Linked DNA regions of Oryctolagus cuniculus: region 2 is linked to region 1. A link is a contact called in public Micro-C data. All regions are on one chromosome and are shown on one strand. The core of a region is the stretch at or near the end of the contact, and the rest is flanking DNA. Distances in the headings are between cores, read along the strand shown. Region 1 holds the start of SESN3 (sestrin 3). Region 2 overlaps FAM76B (family with sequence similarity 76 member B).

Evidence for each region. A called contact is a pair of places that touch in the nucleus more often than the background predicts.
Region 2: a contact with region 1 is called in a Micro-C map of ear pinna, with 5 times the contacts expected there. The contact joins the enhancer-like site here to the promoter of SESN3 in region 1. A contact is called at or near these places in 4 of 6 Hi-C or Micro-C datasets (ear pinna, embryonic fibroblasts, skin fibroblasts and 1 more).

The regions. Positions count from the first base shown.
Region 1 is chr1:86,604,024-86,607,838 of mOryCun1.1, forward strand. It overlaps SESN3 (sestrin 3), which reads right to left and starts at 1,790. Exons shown (of 11, transcript XM_008262422.4): 1 at 1,651-1,790. LOC103349689 (a long non-coding RNA gene) reads left to right here and starts at 2,416. Exons shown (of 4, transcript XR_011390185.1): 1 at 2,416-3,031.
Region 2 is chr1:87,107,953-87,111,767 of mOryCun1.1, forward strand. The region is part of intron 13 of FAM76B (family with sequence similarity 76 member B); the gene reads right to left. Among named protein-coding and RNA genes, the nearest start is that of FAM76B, 100 kb to the right of the region's middle. Within about 2 kb of position 1,954, at least 2 of the 8 cell types and tissues checked have an H3K27ac peak or open chromatin away from gene starts, as enhancers often do.

The DNA.
Region 1 (3,815 bases), core at 540-3,039:
TCAAACACCACATTTTTTTCATATCAAAGACATAACATACCCCTGTTAGGAAATAATAATTTTTTAAAAAGATAAATTCAGATGACATCTGGCCCTGCAGTGAAAGAGTTAACATTCAACTAAGCTGATCTGCACTTCTGATCCATTACATTTCTCACAAGCTGCCTGCCCTACAATGAGCGGAGCAAGTATCAACTGTAATTTGATCCCGGAGTTTATGGAAAAAAATAACTGCACATATTCAACATGCACATTTAATAAAAATCTGTTTCAAGAGAAACATATCCAATAAACACAATTTAAGGCATTTTTAGCTGTTTGATTAACTTCAAATCTGCAATCCCTCCGCTTTCCTCATGCTCACAAATAAAATAGGGGAAAAAAATGCAGCAGCTCTACTGCAGGGAAAAGAGGCTTGAAAAACAACTTTGATTGGCACTTGGCCTGACCCACAGAGGAAGAAAAACAGTTTTTGGACAAAGAGCGCAAATATTTAAGCTTGCTTACTTACGAGCTTTCTTTCTTTTCCTTTTTAACATGTAAAGAACAATCCTGAAGTGAACTGTGTTTAGGGAAATCGACTAAAACTGGTACCGCATTCATCTCAGTCTCTCAGTCCCCATGCATTTGCACAGCTCAGCAATTTTAATTCATTTGAACTGGACAAACAGAAGCACCTCACCTGATGTTTCCACTCAATGAAATGCAAAAATAAGAGCTCGGAGAAGAATAATCTGACAGCATTATAGGGGCGGCTGTTAAAATCTGATTAAAAACTCTTCTCGATCTAAAGAGACATTTTTTCACACACCCCCGCCCCCACGCACCCCCCCCCCCATCCCCGAGAGAGCAAGCCAAGTAAGCTAAACAATACTAAACTTTCTATCCCTCAATCTGGGAAGCAATAAGCTGGCGGTGCGTCCGGATGGAGCCTGGGGAGGGGGTGCTAGGCAGGGATAACCACATCCACCCCTCCTCCTCCCCCAGCCGAGGAACCGGTAAGGTCGAAAAGCATCTCCCACGGGGCATTAAGTTCAAGATGCTTTACTGGTTCTTTTCATGAGTGAACTACAGACACAGGAGGACCATCGGAAGAACACGGAAAGGGGGCTGCTGGGCAAGGCAAAGCAACCGAACAAACAACACCCCGAGAGTTAGCCACAGCCACGACGGAGCCGGGTTCCTCCAGCCCAGCCCAGGCTGCTCTGATTTCACCCGGACCTCCATCGACAGCCAAACGGCCCAGGGAGGAGGATCGACGAGTGCCTCCCTCCCAGTGTCCGGAGAAGCAAGGTAGGGAGGCGGGCTGGAAAACAGACCGAAGGTAGGCGCGCGCGTGCGCGCGGACACACACACACACACACACAAACACACACACACACACACACACACAGAAAGAAGAATGAAAAAAGATACAGAGAAAAGAAATAAGAAAAAAAAAAAACAGCCCTCGAGACTGGCGTCTGTCCCAACAGAGATGAAAAACAGCAGCGGCCCGAAACCCACGCCCCCTTTTTCGTCTCCGGGTAAGGGGCAGTGCCAGGGGAGACCCCGGAGCCTCGGCCCCCGCGCGCCCCCGGGGCCCCGCGGCGCGAGCTCCGGCCGGCAGGAAGAGCCCCTCCGGGGCAGGACCCCAGGCCCGGGCCGTACCTTCCGCAGCACTTTCCGGCAGTTGGTACAGAGCAGGTAGTTGGCGGCGGCCGACGGGCTGCCGCCGCTCCGGTTCATCGTGGCCGCCGGCGTCGAAGGCTAGGGCGAGGGTGGGCGGCGGGTCGGGTGCACTGTCACTGCCGTCAGCCGCGCCGCTGCGGGGCCGGACCGGCTCGCCGCCGTCGCCGGCCGTGCCTCGCCGCCTCAGCCTCCTCCCGGCGGGATGTCGGGATGGAAGGCGACGGCCAGCGAGAGAGCGGCGCTGCCCGAGGCGACCACTGCGGCGGCTGCCCGAGCGACGGCTGACACGGCGGCGGCTGCTCCTCACCGGCCCGTTGTTCCACCCGCCCCCATCCTCCAGACCCCCGCCCCCGCCAGGCTAGGACGAGCAGCCGCCACCGCTGCCGCTGCTGCCGCCGCCGCCGCCGCCGCAGCTCCTCAGTGCGGCCCCGCCCCCGCCGCCCCACCACCTTCACCACCTCCACGCTTCGGGACCGCCCCCTCCCGCCAATCGGACAGCTCCGGCCACGCCCCCGGGTCGCTAGCACACAGCCAATGAGCTTTTAGATCCCGGTTGGGCGCCGCGCCGACCAATCGTAAAGGCCGAGGACGCCTTGAATCTCCGGGCAAGTTAAGTTTATCTCCGAGGCTCGGAACCGAAGGGAGATGGCGGGTTAGTTGGGTAGCGGGGTGGGAGGGAATACAGTGTGCGCTATTCCACCAATAAGAGGAAGGGGGTGTGTCGTATGCAAACGAACCTGGAAGACTAGCGCCGCCCCCGCGGTAAGCCACTCCTCCTCGTCTGGGTCCCTGGCGCTGTGGAAAGCAGAGTGAGATAAATTGCTGGGAGCTAGAGCTCGCTAGAGGGACCAAGACTGAGCTAAACATTTCGTGATCTCTTGAGGAGGGAAGGGGGAGCTAAAACGTTATTTTCCACCGGGGTAGGGACTAGGCTTCCTGTCAGCCAAAATCCAAGCTTGGCTGTAAAGAAGGCAATGGGGTAGCGCTTTGCCTTTAGGATCTCGAAGAACTTTATGCATCACTGAGATTGCGAGCTCTGTGAGAAAGCCCAGAGATGGGAGTGGGGTAAGGGATGTGGGTAAAGAAATCTGAGGTATATTTCAGCAATCAGTCGAGCGTTTGTGTTGGAGCATTTCCCTCTCGCCCCCCTCCCAGCCGTGGAAGTTCCTCGGCTTGTCCGTCACGAAAGGGCTAGCGAGAGCGAGGTCAGTCTCGTCACCCCCATAGGCCGGCTCTGAGGCAGCCCGTCCGATTCGTGCGGAGAGAGCTCAGAGCCCTGCCCGGGAAGGCAGCCTCAGAGAGCAAACTGCCATTTAAAACTATTGCTCTGGACCTGCCTCTCCCAGAGCTCAAAAAAATGGTGAGTCAGGGGCTCGGCGTCCGCGCCGCGGGGCCAGCGGGCAGTCACTGCGGAAAGCTCTGCGGACCGGGTGTGCCGGGCCGACCCGCGCGGGCGGTCTCCGCAGCGGTGGGCGGCGCGCGTGTGGGTCGGTCGCGGGTGGGCGACGAGGGCCGCGGGAACCTGCTCCCCAGCGAGAACAAAGGCTGGCGCAGAGCAAGAAGCTGATTGGTGCCGCGTCCTCGCCGGTGTCCTCGCGGCCCTCGGACACCTTGCATCGCCGCGCTCCCTGGAGCCGCAGCTCCGCAGCCGGCCTTGGCGGTGCCCGCACAGCGCTGTGCTATGACATCACCTGTTTTCGCTCCGTAGAACCTGATCGGTATTCCTGGCTTCTCCTTGTGGAAAAGGTCTCTAGCGTGCCAGGATGGTGAAGCCCTTGCACTTCGCAAAATGAATCTGTGGAGATGATTTTAAAAGAAGGGTTCCACCGGTTTTGCGTTTCTTTTCTTTTGCATCTAAAATTTCTACCCCGGTTCCTTAGGGATTCAGTGTTGTGATGCAAAATCAAGAAGGTACACTTGGAGGAGCTAGCAAGTTTAGCATATCAAAGCTATTAGAGCAAATTGTGCTGCTAAAGCTGCCAGTCTAAATGTCCAACAGCTGTCTCTTCTCTGGCCTTTCAGCGGCCAACACGTATAAACCAAGTCTACGCAAGGAACAAAAGATGTACAGATCTGCGTGTGTCACGTTTAAATGACCTGGAGAACCCCAAAAGGACCCAAGTTATCTGGCTGGAAAAATGTGT
Region 2 (3,815 bases), core at 704-3,203, 500 kb after region 1:
TGGTAACTGAGAGGGAAAGATATGAAAATTATTTTGAAGGCAGAAACAACAGGACTTGATTACTGATTTGATATGAGTGTATGGAAGAGGCGGCAGTAATAAATGACTCAGGGGTTTTGAGCTTAGGAAGCTATGAGAATAAATCTGAAACAGGCACACTAATCAGAAGGGCTCCTCTGAGAGAAGAAATAGAATTTGGTTTAAGGCATGTTGAACTTCACATCATGATGGAATATATAAATGGAAATGTTCTCTATACATATGAAAGGGCATGACTAGGGCATTTTTCCTTTTTTTCAGGTTTTTTTTCTCTTTCATAAATTTGAAGGCATCCAAGGTCTTTTACTTAGAGATTGTGGGGAATAAATTTATCACTTCCCTTACATTTAGTTAACCGAGAAGGTCATCATTACCATCACCAAACTTGTTTTCAAATTAACATAAAGTACATACTATTCAACACCTATTCGTATCTGTCTTTTTTTTTTTTTTTTTTTTTTTTGACAGGCAGAGTTAGACAGTGAGAGAGAGACAGAGAGACAGGACTTCCTTTTCTGTTGGTTCACCCCCCAAAATGGCTGCTACGGCTGGCGCACTAAACTGATCCAAAGCCAGGAGCCAGGTGCTTCCTCCTGGTCTCCCATGCGGGTGTAGGGCCCAAGCACTTGGGCCATCCTCCACTGCACTCCCGGGCCACAGCAGAGAGCTGGACTGGAAGAGGAGCAACCGGGACAGAATCTGGCGCCCCAACTGGGACTAGAACCTGGGTGCCAGCGCTGCAGGCGGAGTATTAGGCAAGTGAGCGGCGGCACCACCCGTATCTAGCATTTTTGTAGACATGGTTCACAGTAACAGATCTCATGCACATAAGAGATTTCCACTCTGAGACCATCAACATTTATAAGATCAATATGCGGAGAAGACAAAAGTAGAATAATGGTTATTGAGCAATAACAACAGAAGATCATATGCAGCAGTCATTTAGAAAGGAGGTAGGACAGTGCTAGGTAAGACTAGCTATGACATACTGGTGGTTGGAGAATTTAAAAAAATTAGCTAGAATTCCTTTTTTGGATAGGGCTAATTTAATTCATTATCTCTTTTTGAAAAGAAAGTAGATTTGGGTTGCCACTTACAGACTGATATTTATTATTTTCATTCAGCTAGGATGTAACATTTTATACCCGTCATCCCATCCTGTCCATGGATTCTATGACTTGTGCAAGACCTGCTGTGTAGGAAAGCTATTCTGCAGGAAATCTGGGTTTCAAAATAAAACTTCCAGTATACCAGATTTAATCACTTGAATGAAAATGAGAAAGATTACATTGTTTCATGTGAAAATTCAGCTACTTTTTTAAGAGATCAAAGTATAAGACCCAAGAATATTGTTGTTGAGAGCAGATTATTTAGCAATCTCTCCTTCCTGCCTTTCATACACAGAAGCCCTTCTATACAGATGGTCAACTTTTGAGGAGAGAGAGCATGAATTGGCATGCTTTCTCCCTTGTGTTTCCACATTATTAATTTCATTACAGTTTAATACTGTATGTCAAAAATCTAGACTTGGAGTCAGGTGGTCTAGTTCATGTTTCTGACCTACTAATGGGCAAGTTGTTTCACTTTTATACCAGTGTTTGCTGTGCAACTGAGATGATTAAAAAGCACTATCGAGATGATGCCTCATGGACATAGGCACCATAACAAGTCCAGTAGTACTGATGGAGACCCCATTCTCACCTATAGAAAAGTCTACATTAATTTAAGTTTCTCTGAGAATTGTGGATATCAAGCATTCACTTTTTAGTTACATAACATGTTTTCAACAAATTGCCTTTAAATTGTTCACTATTCTAAATAGATGAGAGAGAGGGTGTGAGAGAGGATCTTTATCTTTTGCAGCTAGTTCAATGTATGAAAGCTTAATTTCTTTGCTACCCACACAGTTTCCTCTGGGGCCTTAGCCTTACCAGTATTCTATGACTCACTGCTTTACTTTTCATAAATAGATGCTAAATACTGTCCCTGATTCTGTTGGAAATGGCAGATAAAAATATCCAAGGAAAATTTTATTGCAGTTAGATTTGAACTGTGCAATAGTTCCCCCACCTCTCCTTTTTTCTTTCCTTCTTTTCTCTTTTGTTTTCTGCTCAGCAACCTGGTTGCCAAAATAGTAGCTGCCAACTCTTGTCAAATAGTTTTATTCTCTTTGTTGCTCATCCTCACAATATACAGCCTTCTTACTGGGAAGGAAGGAGATAGTTGTTGCGCCTCCTCCCCTTTTCTCCCTTATCCTTCCTTTGCCCATTCTGTCTCCACTCTGCCTCACTACATTTTTTCCTTCCTATTTATTCTCTTCTTCCCATGTCAAGGTCAATCAAGTATCACTAGTGGCCTCAGAAGAAGTTAGCTTCTTTTGTCACAAACCTAATTAAATTGTCATCTGTCTTGACTTCAAAAATTCCTGGGAACTCTCAAGGAACACACTCAAGGAAACAAAAATATCCTAGGTAATTACAAGCCAGGTTTGAAAGCAGGAAAATGAAGAAAGGGAGAACCACTATGTTTCAGTTAAGATGGTGGCCTAAAGAAAGCATGGAAATGAGATAGCATCCAGAAGGCACAGATACCATGTATTTTCTTTTTTTTAATTTTATTTTATTTTATTTTTTTGACAGGTAGAGTGGACAGTGAGAAAGAGAGACAGAGAGAAAGGTCTTCCTTTGCCGTTGGTTCACCCTCCAATGGCCGCCGCGGCCAGCAAGCTGCGGCCGGCGCACCGCGCTGATCCAAACGCAGGAGCCAGGTGCTTTTCCTGGTCTCCCATGGGGTGCAGGGCCCAAGCACTTGGGCCATCCTCCACTGCACTCTCTGGCCATAGCAGAGAGCTGGCCTGGAAGAGGGGCAACCAGGACAGAATCCGGCGCCCCGACAGGGACTAGAACCCGGTGTGCCGGCGCTGCAGGCGGAGGATTAGCCTAGTGAGCCGCGGCGCTGGCCGATACCATGTATTTTCAAGAGCTCTCTGTTGGAAGATGATTTCTCCATGGGAAACCCATTTTCTGAACATCTTCTAATGAGAGGCACTGACATCCTTTGTCCTGGACTATCTTTTCAAGGACCTTTATATAGAAACCACCTTGGAAGATACAGTGTCTATTAGGCATGCTTCTGGCAATTGTAATGAATCTGGATACCCTAATTTCAGAGTTCCTTTTTGTCATGCAATCTACTACATGTGCAGATGTCACCTGGCCTTCTTCATGTCACCCTATGGAAACTGGAGATGAGAGAACTACAAGATAATTCTTATACTCTGCCTGCCTATTTTTATTTCTCTGAGTAATAAAGTCCTGTGCTTATGTCCCAGGAGTATTTTTTTCACCAGCATCTATGAAGTTGCAATGGTCTAACTATTGGCTTATAAGCAAAATCTCAACTCTTCACAGTTTTTGACAATTTCCAGATATTATGACATTTAGGCTGCCGGTAGGAATATCAGGCAGATGAAAACACAAGGGCTAAGTTCTTTTCTCCATCAACATTTTGAAACAGTTAACTATCCCTGCCCCTATCCCTGAGCTCCCACCTCCATCCAGACAACTGTACCTTTCAACCTTGGTAATAATGGGCTCTAATGGCCCATTTATTCAGTAGAGTGGATTTCTAAAACCCATTTCCAGATTACACATTTGTGTGCCAGGATTACATTTGTTTTTATTAATAGAGAAAGGAGTTAAGCAGCGTATTAGAGGTGACTTTTCAATCTCTTAATCAACAAATGCATCCTGAGTACCTTCTTAGGACCATGTTAA